3 separate regions of the Mus musculus genome follow, and regions 1 and 2 are each linked to region 3. The links are chromatin contacts, called in public HiChIP or PLAC-seq and promoter capture Hi-C maps. All regions are on one chromosome and are shown on one strand. The core of a region is the stretch at or near the end of the contact, and the rest is flanking DNA. Distances in the headings are between cores, read along the strand shown. Region 1 overlaps Pam (peptidylglycine alpha-amidating monooxygenase). Region 2 holds the start of Gin1 (gypsy retrotransposon integrase 1). Region 3 overlaps Gm29461 (predicted gene 29461).

What was found. Promoter capture Hi-C pulls out the DNA fragments that hold promoters and counts their contacts. HiChIP or PLAC-seq counts read pairs in DNA pulled down with a chosen protein or histone mark.
Region 1: a contact with region 3 is called in an H3K4me3 HiChIP or PLAC-seq map of embryonic basal ganglia, with 3 times the contacts expected there. The contact joins two enhancer-like sites. A contact is called at or near these places in 2 of 484 Hi-C or Micro-C datasets (bone marrow-derived macrophages and nephron progenitors), 1 of 115 datasets of contacts at active chromatin or transcription factors (embryonic basal ganglia) and 2 of 9 other capture datasets (adipose tissue and liver).
Region 2: a contact with region 3 is called in a promoter capture Hi-C map of hippocampal neurons, with 3 times the contacts expected there. The contact joins the promoter of Gin1 here to the enhancer-like site in region 3. A contact is called at or near these places in 4 of 39 promoter capture datasets (the 3T3-L1 cell line, cranial neural crest, hippocampal neurons and 1 more), 2 of 115 datasets of contacts at active chromatin or transcription factors (astrocytes and stem cell-derived neural progenitor cells) and 1 of 9 other capture datasets (adipose tissue).

Annotation. Positions count from the first base shown.
Region 1 is chr1:97,846,400-97,851,272 of GRCm38.p6, reverse strand. The region is part of intron 16 of Pam (peptidylglycine alpha-amidating monooxygenase); the gene reads left to right. Among named protein-coding and RNA genes, the nearest start is that of Gm31771, 62 kb to the left of the region's middle. Within about 2 kb of position 2,557, at least 15 of the 459 cell types and tissues checked have an H3K27ac peak or open chromatin away from gene starts, as enhancers often do. A contact at or near this core is called in embryonic basal ganglia, where this site is marked.
Region 2 is chr1:97,767,486-97,772,000 of GRCm38.p6, reverse strand. It overlaps Gin1 (gypsy retrotransposon integrase 1), which reads right to left and starts at 1,829. Exons shown (of 8, transcript NM_026250.3): 1 at 1,746-1,829. Ppip5k2 (diphosphoinositol pentakisphosphate kinase 2) reads left to right here and starts at 1,909. Exons shown (of 28, transcript NM_173760.5): 1 at 1,909-2,146.
Region 3 is chr1:98,188,882-98,193,982 of GRCm38.p6, reverse strand. It overlaps Gm29461 (predicted gene 29461), which reads right to left. Exons shown (of 4, transcript NR_151613.1): 4 at 3,285-5,101. Among named protein-coding and RNA genes, the nearest start is that of Gm29461, 18 kb to the right of the region's middle. Within about 2 kb of position 3,017, at least 82 of the 459 cell types and tissues checked have an H3K27ac peak or open chromatin away from gene starts, as enhancers often do. A contact at or near this core is called in embryonic basal ganglia, hippocampal neurons and stem cell-derived neural progenitor cells, where this site is marked.

The DNA of each region.
Region 1 (4,873 bases), core at 1,308-3,807, 340 kb after region 3:
AAATTAGAACGAAAACATAGTTTTTCTTCATTGCACAAAGGTAAGGCCTTCTTCCAGAATGTGTGCTTGCTGACAAGATGCTATAGTTAAAGGTAGTTTGAGCTTGCCTTCTTGTTGCTGTACTGTTCACAGACTGGAACAAGCCTTTACTAGATCTCAGCCGAGAAGCCACATGCCAAATCTTATGTTCATTTTCCTTGAAATCTTTCCTATCCAGTTTCTCAGCACAACAAAATGCTAAGCAGCACAGGCAAAGGCTCGATCTAAATCAAACTTAAGTCGTTTTATCTCTTGGTTCCTAGGAAGGGATCCTTTCTATGTATCCAACAGAACCTGCAGCTCTCAACCTCTAACACTCAGCAGCCAAGCTCCTTTGAGCTATTGCCAAGCTCCTTTGAGCTATTGCAACAGTATTGCAATGGTTGTCCTGGCTAGCTGTACCCTGACAACCCCACCTCAACCCTAACCCTTCGACTTAAGCTGTTCTAAAACACTAGGCCAACCCAAAAGAAATTAATAAAAACCCTAAACCACTCAACACCCAGAAAAATGACCTTCCTTTCTTGCTTTGATTTCCACTTTCCTCCAGCCTCAACATGGCTACTTTTAAAATGTTTCTTAGAGCAGAAATAAGAAGTGCCTGTTACCAGAAGGGAATAATGAGACTTTAAAGAGCCTCCCATCTGCCCTAACATTGAGGCAGCTAGCATCCTTTAGACTTGAAAAACCTCCCTCCCAGCAGGAGCAAGGTAACTCTTATCTCAGGAAGGCTGCTCCTCAGCTTGTTCCTCAGAAGGCATTACCACACCCAAAGGTTTGTTTCTGAACCTTCCTTCAACTCAACTGTGGTTGAGAAGCATCCGGGATATCTCAACAGAAAACCCTTGACTAAACATCTCTGCCATGATTTTTAAGGGTTTAAAGTTGTATGCGTATGTCATCAATGTGTTTGACATGTCTGCATGTGTTTTCATGCATGTGTCTGTATATATTTGTATGTGTATGTGTGTGCATGTGTATGTATCTGTACGTGCACGTGTGTATGAGTGTGTGTGTGTGTGTGTGTGCCTGTGTGTATGTGTGTGTATGTGTGTCTGTACATGTAACGGGGCATATAATATTTTAGCTGAGACCCAAACAACACAGTTCAAACATCCTGAATATTTCCCTGCATCTGAGAGAAAGGTAAGTTCTAGGAAAGGAATGTTTCCATATTCTCCTCCTTTCTGCCATATTACAGTCACGCAGATCCCAAAAGCCCTCTTCTTCCACATTCATGTCACTCCTTCTGCATCATCGGGTCACTATTCTCCCTTCTTTACACCTGTGTAGTATTTGGAATCATGGAAACTGTCCAGCCTAATGAAGTCAGACTCAAAGAAAGGCAACCATGTTTACAGAGACCGGTGACAGTGACTTTGACTTGGTGCCTGCTTCGTAGCTTTGAGATACCTATCAAGAGATTTGACCTGCTGGCGTATCAGTGCCTTGCCCAAAACAAAGTGGGAGTTTTAATAATTGCCTAATGTTGCCTAATAACAATATGCATTTGGTTACATCATTTGTGCCCAGTAGTAATATTGACTGAACAAGATCTACAGCCCTGGGCTCTTAATATCTGGTTCCATATTCTCTTAACTGCTTATTGGGGGCCCCAGGTCTAGGCCAGTCAGAATACCAAATGGTTACACTGGTTTCTTTGTCTTCCTTTTTTCCTTATCATGGGGGTTTTCCAAACCAAGAGTGCATCCAGAGTGTTTTTAACATACTATTTGAAACACACTCCCACTGTAAAGGGCCTTATAAGCTGCTCCCCTAGCAGTAAAGGCACATTTTTATTTATTTGTTCAATTGAAAACTTATGGTTCTTCTCCCAGTTTCTTAATTTATATAATTACCACAGCGTGCTGCTTCTTTCTTCATGTTATTACTTATTTTGCATTCCCTTAATTTTGATTGATGGCGCCTAAGTTTATTTTGTACTTCTTCTGGCACTTTGTCTGTGTGTGAATATGGAAAAGTATTTCTTCTCGGGCTTATCTAAACTGTTTGATTAGCTGCTAATGTGCAAAATCATTAATGGGGAATTCACACTGTTAAAATAAAGAACTGAATTCCCGCCCATAGGCTCAGTCTTTGCAACTGCGTGCTTTTTCAGAGAAGCATACAGAATCCGTCAGTGCTCCGGGCACTGTGTGAAATGTGCAGGGCATTATTATGCCCCGTGAAAAGTTAAATGTGGTTGAAATAAAGACTTCTGTGCAGCACAGAAGTGGGGGGTAGCGGCTTTAAAACACTAAATAATCAGTTTGCTATAGCAACGATATAGCTAGCTCTATAATCTGACATCCATTTGTGAGCTGTTCAAGGGTTACCTTTTTTTAAGTTACAAAAGAGTTTATAAACTATTTTGTTTGGCTATGTGTGTGTGGTGGTGGTGGGGGGGTTGTGCAGTTTTCTCATTTCAGAAACAGAGCCTGTGCCTTTATTATTTGCCCTGTGTAACACCCGAGAGCAGCTGTTAGTCTCATGACATCCCAAGCGGAAGGATTAGGAAAGACAACCAATCATTTGAGTAACCGAATGTCTCTTGGTGCTGCCAGGTTAAACGTACCGACATCTGCTAAGGGATGTTAAATGGAAGGGTCAGGCCCACGGAATTGTGGTTAATGCCTTTGACGCTACATTGTCTCCTAAGAACTTTTTACTTCCCTTATTTTTCACTCCCATAACTAAAGGTAAATAGCTATAATTAAGTGATATTAATATAAGTAGCTTCTCTAATATTTGAATTTTGTTTTCTTTCCTTTGGACTCCCTTTTTCTTTGTTTGTGGGTGGGCACATAAAGAGATTCCCTCATTAATTAATTCAAGAACATACATACTCACTGAGACTTCTTGGCTACAGCACAACTGTAGCAATAATCTGTAAAATAAATGTAATTCTGTGAAAAGTAGTAATTCAGTATATAAGATGTCATTTTTACACAGAAATGACATAAATATATGTGGACCTAGAAAATCAGACAAAAAAAACCCAGTATTCAACTGCTATACTATCTTAAGGTATTGAGAAATACATATTGATAAGCTGAGAAAGCTGAGGGCTTGAATCATTCCATATTATGGTTATGCAGATCAGATTAATTTACTTTGTATTGTTAGCTTTTGTTAGTATTCTCTTTCAGTTTGCCATTTTATAGTTTCCTACCATACCAGATCACCAGAGTGATCCCTGAATTTATGTGATGTTTCCCAACTATACAAGTAGATGCCACCACACAAGTTATGTCTGTTCAGGAACACAAGTTTCTTGGCAGATGATTGTCTACATTATGTGCAGTTCAGGACAGTGCATTTCACAAAGGGCTGTTCTTCACCAAGCTGTTCATCGGCTACGCCATTCTCTTTTGACCTGACTGGCATAGGACTCTGAGTCTGAATTATTTATTTCTGTTCATTGACACAGCTTTTATTCTCAGAAGTCAAGCCCAATATCTTGGGTCTGGGAAAAGCAGAAAATAATAATTATATTTTTTTAAATTTAGGGATGGAAAGTAAGGATGGCCTTCACAATGAGGAAAAATCCTTATTTCTCTTTATCAGTTAAGTTGAGGGAGTTTTGGTTTTGTTACTTGTATTCAAAAATATTACATGATCAGAGATTGGTGGTGAACAAACAGAAAAGATGCAGTTAAGTTACAGATTTACTACAACCCGTTATAGAGAAAGCAGCTGCAGGTAAATACACTGTGCTCGGTGTAGCTTATTACTCTGCAGAGGGGAGATAGAGAATTAGGTGTGCTGAGGTCTGGTATGCTGCTGCTTTGTGAAGAGACACAATGGGCCATTCGAGCGCCGCAGTTACGAGCTATTAATGATGAGTCAGAATACTCACTCCATGCAAAACGGACAGCACTTTGGTAAGAATTGTGAAGGCTGAGGAATCTTTCATATTACCTACTGCTAAGCAGTCAGAAAAGGAATGTACCCATATGTTCCACACCCAAGCAGCAAAACCTGAAGTATCAATAACATTTTTAAGGAATATAAAAGGGACAGGGAAATCAAAACATGAGCAGTAGGCCTGCCAATGCCAGGATGTTCTGTGTAGCTTTACAAAATGCCATTACTGAGGAAGGGGGATATCGTATACTCAGAAGCTCTGTACCATATCTTACAACTGTGAGAATGTAAGGTCGTCTCAAATCTCCCTTACAAAGGGCATAAATCGTCAGTTTATGCACATGAGCAAATGAGTGGACCAGGAGAATGTAGCATGTGTGGACAATGGAATTTTACTCACCCTTGAAGGACAAAATTATGTCACTTGTAAGAAATGAGTATTGAGCAAAGCAACTAAAAATCAGAAAGCCAAATATCATGTGTTCTCTCTCATGCAAAATAGCAGTTTAAAGTATTATATAACGTGAAACTAGAATTGTATGTATTTGGGACAAGGCAACTATCACATGAAGGTGAATATAAACAAAATCAAAATACATGATAGACATGTATGAAAATGTTATATTGAAATATCCATCATCTTGTATGATGACTATACACTAATTTCTAAAACAATAAAGAATAATAAAATAAAATATATTTCATTATATGAAAGAGTCATTATAACTGCTGCTGCAAATGTTTTGTAAATATGTTTCTTTTCTGGATAGTGCTGGGTGGTTTTAACTACACATGATAGCTTATGCCAACAGTTTTACTTAAGTTTTAGGCTGACAAAGTTAAATCAATATTTTGTGTTCAATTGAATACATCATTAATAAGAACAACTGCAGGGGCATATGGCTATCTTTCAGGAAAAATGTACCCTAAAGACCTTGCTAGTCAAGAAGTTCAGATAATTATGTGA
Region 2 (4,515 bases), core at 580-3,079, 420 kb after region 3:
CCTTGCTAATGTGAATACAAGAGCAGTAAGCAAAGGTATGTAAATGTCTCTGTGAAAATATTCACATACCCTGGGATATGCCCAGAAGCCGGAGAGTTGGGTCACGTGGAAGTTCTAGTTTTAGTTTGTGAGAGGCCCCGAGCTTACTCCCATGTAGTGCCGCACCCGTTCATACCCCACCAGAACTGAATAAGAGCTCCCTTCCTCCCACCTCTGCATGCTTTTGTCATTTTGTTATTTGACCTCTTAAGGATGGTGACCTTAATGGCCTAAGATGAAATTTCAAATTTGTCTTAATCTGCATTTACCTAGTGGATAAAGATGTTTAACAGTTTTAAAACATAGTTTCGATGACATGTATTTCTCTTTTGAGAATTTTTCACTCAGTCCTTTACCCACTTATAAAACTGGATTCTGTATTTTTTCCTTAGTATTTTGATTTCTCTGCACATTCCAGGCAGCAGTCTTCTACTAGTGGGAATGGTTTTTCCCTACTATGCAGGGTATCTTTTCACTCAAATGTTTCCTTTGCTGTACAGAAGCCTCTCAATTGTGAGAGCTGCCCACATTAGCTACCGTGTCACTGTTACTATAAAATGAGCAGGAAAGGCACCAAGGAGAATGGTTTATTCTGAGTCACAGTTGGACAGCCCTGTGTCCCATGATAGGGAGGCCGGTCAGCTCGGGTGAGGCAGCTGGGCATATGCATTCCGTTAAAAGCTGAGCACCAAAGTGTTGCAATTTCATCAGGATATTTGATTAGGTCTTTACAGCATGTTCCTCGTACAACGTTAAGAACAACAAATATTTTTACCAATACTTATTGCTTAACATCTATAATTTTGTCTTGCGTAACCAATGAAAACAATTAACTATTCTTTTTATTTTTAGCATGAAGCTACTATTAAAGCCAATGAAAGGTTACACAGTAAGTTTGTATTCTAACTTCAAAACACAAAAGTTGTAATGTTTTAATAAACACAGGATTGTGGGATTAGGGTTCCGACTTTTGAATTATTCTGCTTTAATCTCTGAAAACTGAACCCGTACAATTATATATTAACTGGGAGGAGGCAGGGATAAGCCTGAGGCGGCAATACTTCAGACCATACCCTGCCTCTTTTCCCTTTATTTCCATATGCATACAGATAAAGCCGCACAGGACAAATTCAGGTCCATTTTGAAAATTGAGATTTTTTTAAAAAGTGTATTTTCCCTTTAGAGCTTTAAGGTCCCCACCCCACCCCCCTTGAGCTCGTTCCTTTACACAGGTGTACGTTTTCACACTGAATGGTGACTACTATGCAGGACGAAACTCCTCCAGCTTCGGACAAGCGCCGCTGCACTCGAGTTTTGAAGGCAGTCCAGCATTCGCCGCCGCCGGCAAGGGAGAGCTCCGCAAGCTTTTTGACACCTCGTTAACGGACCCCTGAGGGCTAGGTCCCGCTAATCCTTGCCTAAGCAGGAAAAGGACCGTTGACAGCTCAATTATACCGAGTCGCCACCTCCCTGAGCCCAACAGTCCTCGCCTCTTTGCAGCCACCATCCGCGGCGCTGTGCAAGTTCAAGGCCCTCCCGCCCCAAACGGCGCCTGCGCGAAACCTCCGCTAGTCAAACCCGTCCTTAGAGCAGTCGAAGGGGACCGTTTTAAAGTTACTGGAAGGCTACGTCTCCGTTTTTAAAAAAAATGAAGAAAAAAATAAAGAAAAATAGGTATGACAGAACACACTAGAACGACCACTCACCGAAGTGGTCCTAAGTGCAAACGGCAGGTTTTTAACTCTCCTCTCGCGATTTATCTGGTGCTACCGGAAGCGGAACTGCCGGGGGTCGGAGTTCTGGTGGCGCTTGTGGAACAGGAAGGCTCAGGCGGGTCGTTGGTCCGCCGGAAACTGTTCCGGCCGGTGCAGTTTCCGTGGGAGCCCTGTGGAGGGCGGGCAGGGAAGAGGCGTGTCGGAGGCTCCTGAGGTGTGCCAGTGCCAGCGGTTCCGCGGTGGCCGGCGAGGGAAGCTTCAGGTCCACGCCTCCGAGAGCCGCCTCGGCACAAGCGTCCTTCCCTCGCCCCCGCAATTAAAGGGGGAGGAACCGAAACCTGGATGGGCTCAAGCATCTCCCGCAGATCGCTTGCTGCCCGCAGCCACGGCAGGTGAGGACCGGGAGAGGCGACATCTCCGGCAGCCCGAGGCTCGCCGCCGCCTCCAGGTGTTTGCTTTGTCTCTGCTCCACGGTGCGGATGCGGGACACGTGGTCTTGCAAGAGCCACGGACAGTCGCGGAGGGCAGCGTGCTTGTGGACGAGTGACAGAACATCCCCAGGGTCCCTTTCAGGCTTGATTTCTCCTCCGCTTCCCGAGTCGCTTCCTCTTTTCATTTCTAGAGTTTGAAAAGCCCGAAATTGCAGTCCCGCTAGTTAGGGAGCTACCCACGTTCGACTTGTATTTGGATCTCCGTTCACCGAGGGGTGCGCCGTTGTTTGGCTTCTTCTGTGGGGAGAGGTGTCTGTTTCATTCCCTATCCTTTGCTCTGCTTGTCTTTGCTTTCCACACCCACTTCCAAAGAACAAAAGCACTGTGTGTGTGTGCACAGCGGCGTTGCAAGGTAAGAGACGAGGTTGCAGGTCAATGCCGCACCCGCGCCTTATCGATTACACAGCGTTGCGTCCTCCCATGTAGATAGTGACCTTTGGATCTCATCCTGGAGGTTCTGGACAACTTCCTGAGAGTTACCATTCTTGAGGTTTGTGGTAATGGTCGTTTTGCTTTTTGCGTCCTGGAAGACACAGAAGTAGGAAGCATGGCTGACTTAAGCATTAGCCTATACCGGGGCAGGATTTTGTTTCACTATTACAGTTTTTTTTTTCTAACTGAAACCCGTGGTTTTTGAGCAATAATATAACGATAGCTGATATTAGTGTGTAACAGTACCACATGGTTTGCACATATATTGTCATTCATCCTTTCAAGAGGCTCGTGAAGGTTGTTAGGTTATTATATTTTTAAGCCGGAAAATGGAAAGTTAGTGAGGTAGTGGAACTTACCCTGGTTACATTTTGCCACAGGAAAACCTTTGAGTGTTTACTAGAAACTAGATCTGAATCCAGCATCTGTATTCTATTGTCCTGCCATTGCTCTTGTTATTCCAGTTTCTTCACTAACTATCAGAGGTTATGCATCCATAGTGTGCTTGTGTATATGTGTGTGACAAATGACAGTCGTGATCTTTCTGCAAATTCTGTATGTGCTGTAGAATTACATATTTCAGACTGTCGAATGTATTTTCTGCAGCATAGGCTATTTTTTGAAAAGGCAAGTGGAAAAACTGATGACTAGAAGGCTCATAATTGTACAATGCTTGCTATCTCAGTTTTTAGGTAATTATAAAGGTATTAAATTTAACAATTGATAGACTATTGAATCTAATACTAGGCATAAGAGTAGTTCATTTAGTTTTTCTGATAATTTGAAATGTTTGATAATTAGAAACAAAACCCTGAGCACTCACATCATTGTCAGGTGTGAAACAGATCATTGGGAAAGGTACGTATGGAGCACAAGGAGACAAAAAGGTTAAGAAATGTGTTTGGGGTTTGGTAGATGCATGAGAAGAGTCTGGGAAGCATTCTTTGAAGTCTTCCAGTTTATTTCAGGAATAGGAACTACCTCTAAAATGGCAATAAAATCCAAACCAAAAAGCTAACTCAGCAGAAAGGTAAATTCCAGGCAGAAATGCTGACTCAGCAGAAAGAGGTATACCTTTTGAAGAGGGAGAGGAATCAGTCATTTGCCAAAGTTGTATGGAACTTGGAACTGTCTTGGTTTATATAATCGAAAAACCTATTCTAGCTTGCCTTTCCTAGCAGGAAGAAACCAATATTTAACACTTTTTATGTAACTTCTTCCTAGTGCCTTGGAATTTAGCTATCATTTATAATAAAGTTTCCACTAGAAAATGCTTTGGGATCTCAGGAAAACCAGTTATGTGTTTGTATTCCGGTTGAACAGCAGTTGATGGAGCTCCAGTTTCCTTTTTAATTTTTTTATTTTTAGTGGAAATTTACTAATTCCGGGGCTGGACTTCTGGACTTTAGTGGAACCTATGGAAAGATAGCTTGGGGGACTTTTGTAAGGGAACTCTAGATACTATACAGGACTGATGGCTTATTCGGGGTGTTAATTTAAGGAAGAGGCAGCTCAAGCCAGAATGAGTAAACATATGAGAGAGAGGACTGTTTGTCCAGGGCAGTAGGTCGTCCGGTGTGGAGCAGCCAAGTAAAACTGGAGCCTTGAAAAAGGTCTCCACAAAGACCATCAGAAGAGGATCTGCACAGGCAGCCTTCGCTAGAAGGTTCATTCTAAACTGAGTTGCTTATGTTTGTTTTTTGCCAGTTAAAGTCAGAAAAATCTTATTTATAACCATAGTTAACCAGTTATAGAAACAGCTAATGTTTACAGAGTCCTTACTGCATGCTAGCTGTTCTGGCCGCCTGCGTTCTCATTTAATCTTCAAAACTGTATGT
Region 3 (5,101 bases), core at 1,768-4,267:
TCTTCAGTTACTCTAGGTAAGTATTCCTATTTAAAGACTCTGAGCTCCAAATGAGAGATGAGATGTGATATTTGTCTTTCAAGGTCTGGGTTACCTCATTCAATATGATCATTTCCAGTTCCATCCATTTACCTTCCTATTTTGTGATTTCATTTTTTTATAGCTAAATAGTAAATGCATGCCACATTTTTAGTATCCATTCATCAGTTGGAGAACATTTAGGCTGCTTCCATTTCCTAGCTATTATGAAAAAAAATGAATCTTACAGTCTTTTTAAGAGAGTCTCTTGCCTCTCTTTAAAAGACTAGGGTTCTAATTTCTAGAATTGACTAATTAATAATTTGTTGCCCTGTCCAAATATTCAAAAACACATTTTCTAGATAGCTAGCTGCATGTCCTACTTTGTATAGTATTAAGTTATTGTAGGGCTACTTACACTAAGAAGTAGCTGCCTATTCTCTGTTACCTTTATAATAATAATAATAATTAATAATAATAATAAAGCTTTGGTGTCCTTTCTGATGGTAGAACAAGACAGAGTGGCCCAATGTCTTAATCCCACTTAGATACAAGACTTGTGCCTACTTGAAACCTCTACTTTAGACAATTATAGAGAAGAGAAACAAATAAATTAATTATGTATTAAACAAAGAAAAATGGGAGTTCCCATACTATATTTATTAAAGATACGTGTTAGATGTTGAGACACATTCTGTCCTTCCCCTATTACATCCTAATCTGAATAGGATTTCATAATGTACTATAGACGCCAGATATGGTTATCTCACCAGCCCTGTATCCAACCCTGAAAGGATCTGGCTCCATTCTTATTTTGAAACTGTTTTACTCTATTTGACCTTTTTCAAATTCAATGCCAGGTGATCTTGGGAGCAGCAAGATCTGACATTGCAAAGACTAATGTCCTGTCATGTTCATTCTGTCTCAGGGCTTTTGTGTCACCGTCATCTCATCCTGTAAGAATGCCTCTGATCTTTTCCATTATTAAGACATCTTCAAAACATGCTAGCTGTAAAAGATTCAATTTCCATTAAAAGCCAAAGGCTTCTCTCCATCGCCTTTGGTAATTTGTACAGTTGGCACTAATTCAGCTCTCTCGATATTCAGCAGAGCCCTTTTGTCTTCTGATAGTTACAAGAAGTGGTGATTAATGCTTGAAAGATGTGTCACACTCTCCCCTTTCTTCAAGATCCTTAATGCAGATAGACTTTGCAGAGGGAGACTGGTAGAATGTGCTAATCGGCTCAAAGATGAATTTCACACATCTCTTCTAGAGTACAGGGCACTACTCAGCTGAGTGCTGAACTCAGTACTTGGAGTTCCTCATACTTGGAGGGCTGGACTCATCATTTGGTATCAGAGTTAATATATAGGTGCCACTCAGACTTTCCCACCTGCCAACAGACCTGTGGGAGGGAAGCTTTTATGTCCAGTGCTTACACCACATTGTTGCACTCACTTTTCTGCTTGTCTGCTTGTCCCAAAGACACCATAGCTTCCTCTAGGCAAAAGCAACACTACAGTGATTATTATAGAAAGGACAAACTATTCAGACCTAAAATAACGTAGTGAATGAATCACAACAGATTGATGGCATAACTCACATCCAAAAGCCAAGAGCCAGAATTACACGGTTTATTTTAAGACGGCAGAAGAGTAAAAAGCAGATTGAAAAGCATACGACATCTCTGCAGCTCGAGCTCTGCAAACAACGATGGCATTTGCAGAGTTCTGCGAGCCTTCTCAAATGTGGTTGCAGTTTTAATGTGTGTTGACATCTTTCTCTGTGTGCAGAATTAGCTGGGAGAACAACATTTTGTGCTTTTTCCTGCTTGCGACAGCATGAGCACATGGAAAGAGCCAGTAACTGAGCAGCCATTCCCCATGGAAGGACACTAAGACAGTTTTGCTTCAGTTTTTACACAGTAGTATTATGAATACATGGGATTGCCTGGGTCACGGATCATTCCAATGACACAGGGAAAAAAAGAAAGCACATTAGGTATTCCTCTTACATCATTCTCTGAAGCAGGGGCAAATGAAACAGATAAATGTAATCATTGGAAAATAATTTTACTGTTATCAAATTAGAGGCATGGTAAATAACTGAGATCAGAACTTCACAGAGGCTCTCAAGGAACTGGAGTTTCACACTATAATTTAGAAAACAATAGAGTGAAAAATTAAAGAGCACTAACATGAAATAAATTTAGGAAGACTGAAAAAGAAACAACATACAAGAACTGTACTGATTAGGAAATGGGCAATTTAAGTTCTTGAGAAGAGTAAATCTCCAGCAAGAATTAATTTGCTTCCTGCTGAGTCCTGCTGGTTTTTCTTCTCTCCTCAATCACTGTTTATTTCATAAAATCAGCATTCACCTATCTCTTTTGATTATTTAATTTTGGGGGGATTTTCTTCTCACAAAGCTGTTAGCACAGCTAAACTCAACTCCGCATGCAATGTGTAAACACATGATAATGGCCTGCAGAAGTGTTGGATTGTTTATTCCACTCTGCAGACCTCATTGTTTAGATGCTGTTTCCCCTCCAGAGAAATCTCTCAGTAGGATTCCTAAAGCGGCTTCTCACTGCCTGCATCTTTCACTGACATTTACCAAATGCCCAGGCTCTCATAGAAAAAAAAAAAAAATCACGAAAGCAATATTCAAACTGTGACAGATTCTTATTTCTAAACAAGAGATGGGTCATGAGCTGTAGCTGACAAAAACGGTGAAAAAAAAAATGTTTTTAAATGAGAATTTCCTCAAACTTCACTATCTCCATCTCTGTGGCTGTCTAAAATTCTGCATTCTCAGGTGGGGACCAGAGGGTTGGTAAAAGCATTCTCTGGTTGAGAGTTACTATTCATTAAAAAAGAAACAATGGGCGCCATCCCAATGGAATTCTCCTGGCAGAATATTCAAATAAAGCATGCTTCAAGTATGGCACAAACCTTTAGAAATAAACAGCTCCGCATCCTCTTAGATGAGTCATGCGGGTTTTCACTTTGTCACAAGGACAAGCATGATGCAGACGGCCTTTCCTTCTCTCTTTATTCAGCTTCTTTACTGTTTTTGATTAGTTACCTCAGCTGAGACTCCTTGCTCGATGCAAAGGCTCCTGGTGGCTTGTCTGAGCCTGGATGTGTCAAGACAGAATATTCCTTCTAAGTCCAAGGCTGAGTTTTCCCACCCTGGCATTTGTCCCCGGAGTTCTAGATGTTGATGGGCAGTTATTTAAAAAGATGATTGTTTTTCTGTGTGATTTAAAATAAAGTTTAGCTTTATTGTGCCCTTTGTAATGGTATTTGTCATCTTATATTTAATAGCAGGCTGTCAGGCTGCTTTATTTTAAACCAAGACAAAAGACTACCATAGGAAAAATACAATCACCAAATCAAATATTCATGCAGATCCTCAGATTGAACTTAATTTATGAGATAACCTCTAAGATTATTAGTGTATTGTGGCCATACTTATGTTTTTCACTCTCATGCTTTGTCACTGTAGAGACATGAAAATGCTATTCATTGTTGCTAGGAGATGGGTGGCTATGGCAACAGCATGGGGCAGAGCCAGATGGAGCGCCTCAAGCTAGTCAGGGTTAGCCTCATTTTTTGATCTCCAAATGACTCCTCTGCAGTCCTGTGAATGAAGAATCAGCCTCTTCAGCTTGTTTCAAAAGATAGGCCACATGGCTTCTCCTCGCGTGTCAGCTGTCCCCATTAACAAGTGTCTTTTGCGTGTTTAACGATGTACTGTGAGGTTGTTGGAAAGGGAAAAGACACTGGATAACAAGGGGATTATCACTGTTTAACTGTGTTCTCATACTGTTATTAATCTAGCACAGATCTGGTGCCATATGTGGCTTGTCATCATTCCATTTAACTCCTGGTGACTCTCGTGGAAGTGCCATTCCAAGAGCAGAGGGGACATATGTTCCTAATTTTGGTTTGCTCATTCCTCAAAGATTTATGGCTATTCTAAAGTCATGAATCATCATCTTTAAGGCACCCTTACATTTCATCAGAATAGACTATCTTCTCTGGATCTTCTTTATGCTGAGTTTTGTGGATTCTGCCTTTAAGCCTAGTACTTGAAAAGTTGTAGCAGAAGGATAACCCCAAGTTCAAGGCCAGCCTATGCAACAAAGTGAAACCTTTCTCTAGTCCTCCCTTCTCAAAAATATCTCATCACACGGCTATACACAGTATGACAAGTTTTTTTTCAAAACCTTGGGGTGTAGTGAACACACACATGTTCCTCTTATAAACAAATAAAAATGTTAACATGTTAAAGTCATTAGTGTTTGAGTAGGTCAGTGTTCTCCAGAGCAGCAGAACCTATAGCTGAATAGTAAAAAGAATGCCTTAAATCAGCTTAGAAGCAGAGAAGCCCACAGTGACTCAGTACTGAAGGCTGGTACACCTGCAATTGGAGTGAATCCCACACTCATGGTCTCACACCAGAAGCCCACAACCCAGCACTCAGTCCCAGAGGCTGGTGCCACAGCAATCCTAACCTGGAGCTGCAAACCTTAAACGTTCCCGGAGAATGGCTAGTCCTTGGTCAGTGATGAAGCCTGGAAATGCTGGTTCTGCGATCCCTGGAGACATCAGCCATGGCTGCAATGGGAAACCCACTTGGTGTCTGAAGGTATGGACAAAGGAGAACAATGTTCCCAGTGCCAGGCTCTCTGTTTATCTAGGCGGCTCCCAGAAGGAACCATTCACACTGGAGTAGGTTTTTTCTCACCCACTGAGAAAATCAGGGCAATCCTTCAGGTGAAACTCCCTACTCACATGATTGTAATTCCTGACAAATTAACATTAAGACCAACCATCACCGGGGTTCATAGGGATGAATCTGGTTTTCTAAAAATATCCATTACTCATACTTTTTTAGTATATCATTGTCTCCCAAAACACTATATCCCCACACTCCTTACCATAGCAGATACCATTGAACCTGAATGTGCCAACTTGTAGTTCACTAGCCAATCAAACTGAATATGCTCTGCAAGACTTTCCTCTGGTAAGATCAGAGAGATTTCTAATTTCTTGTCCCTTTCAACTCTTCTAC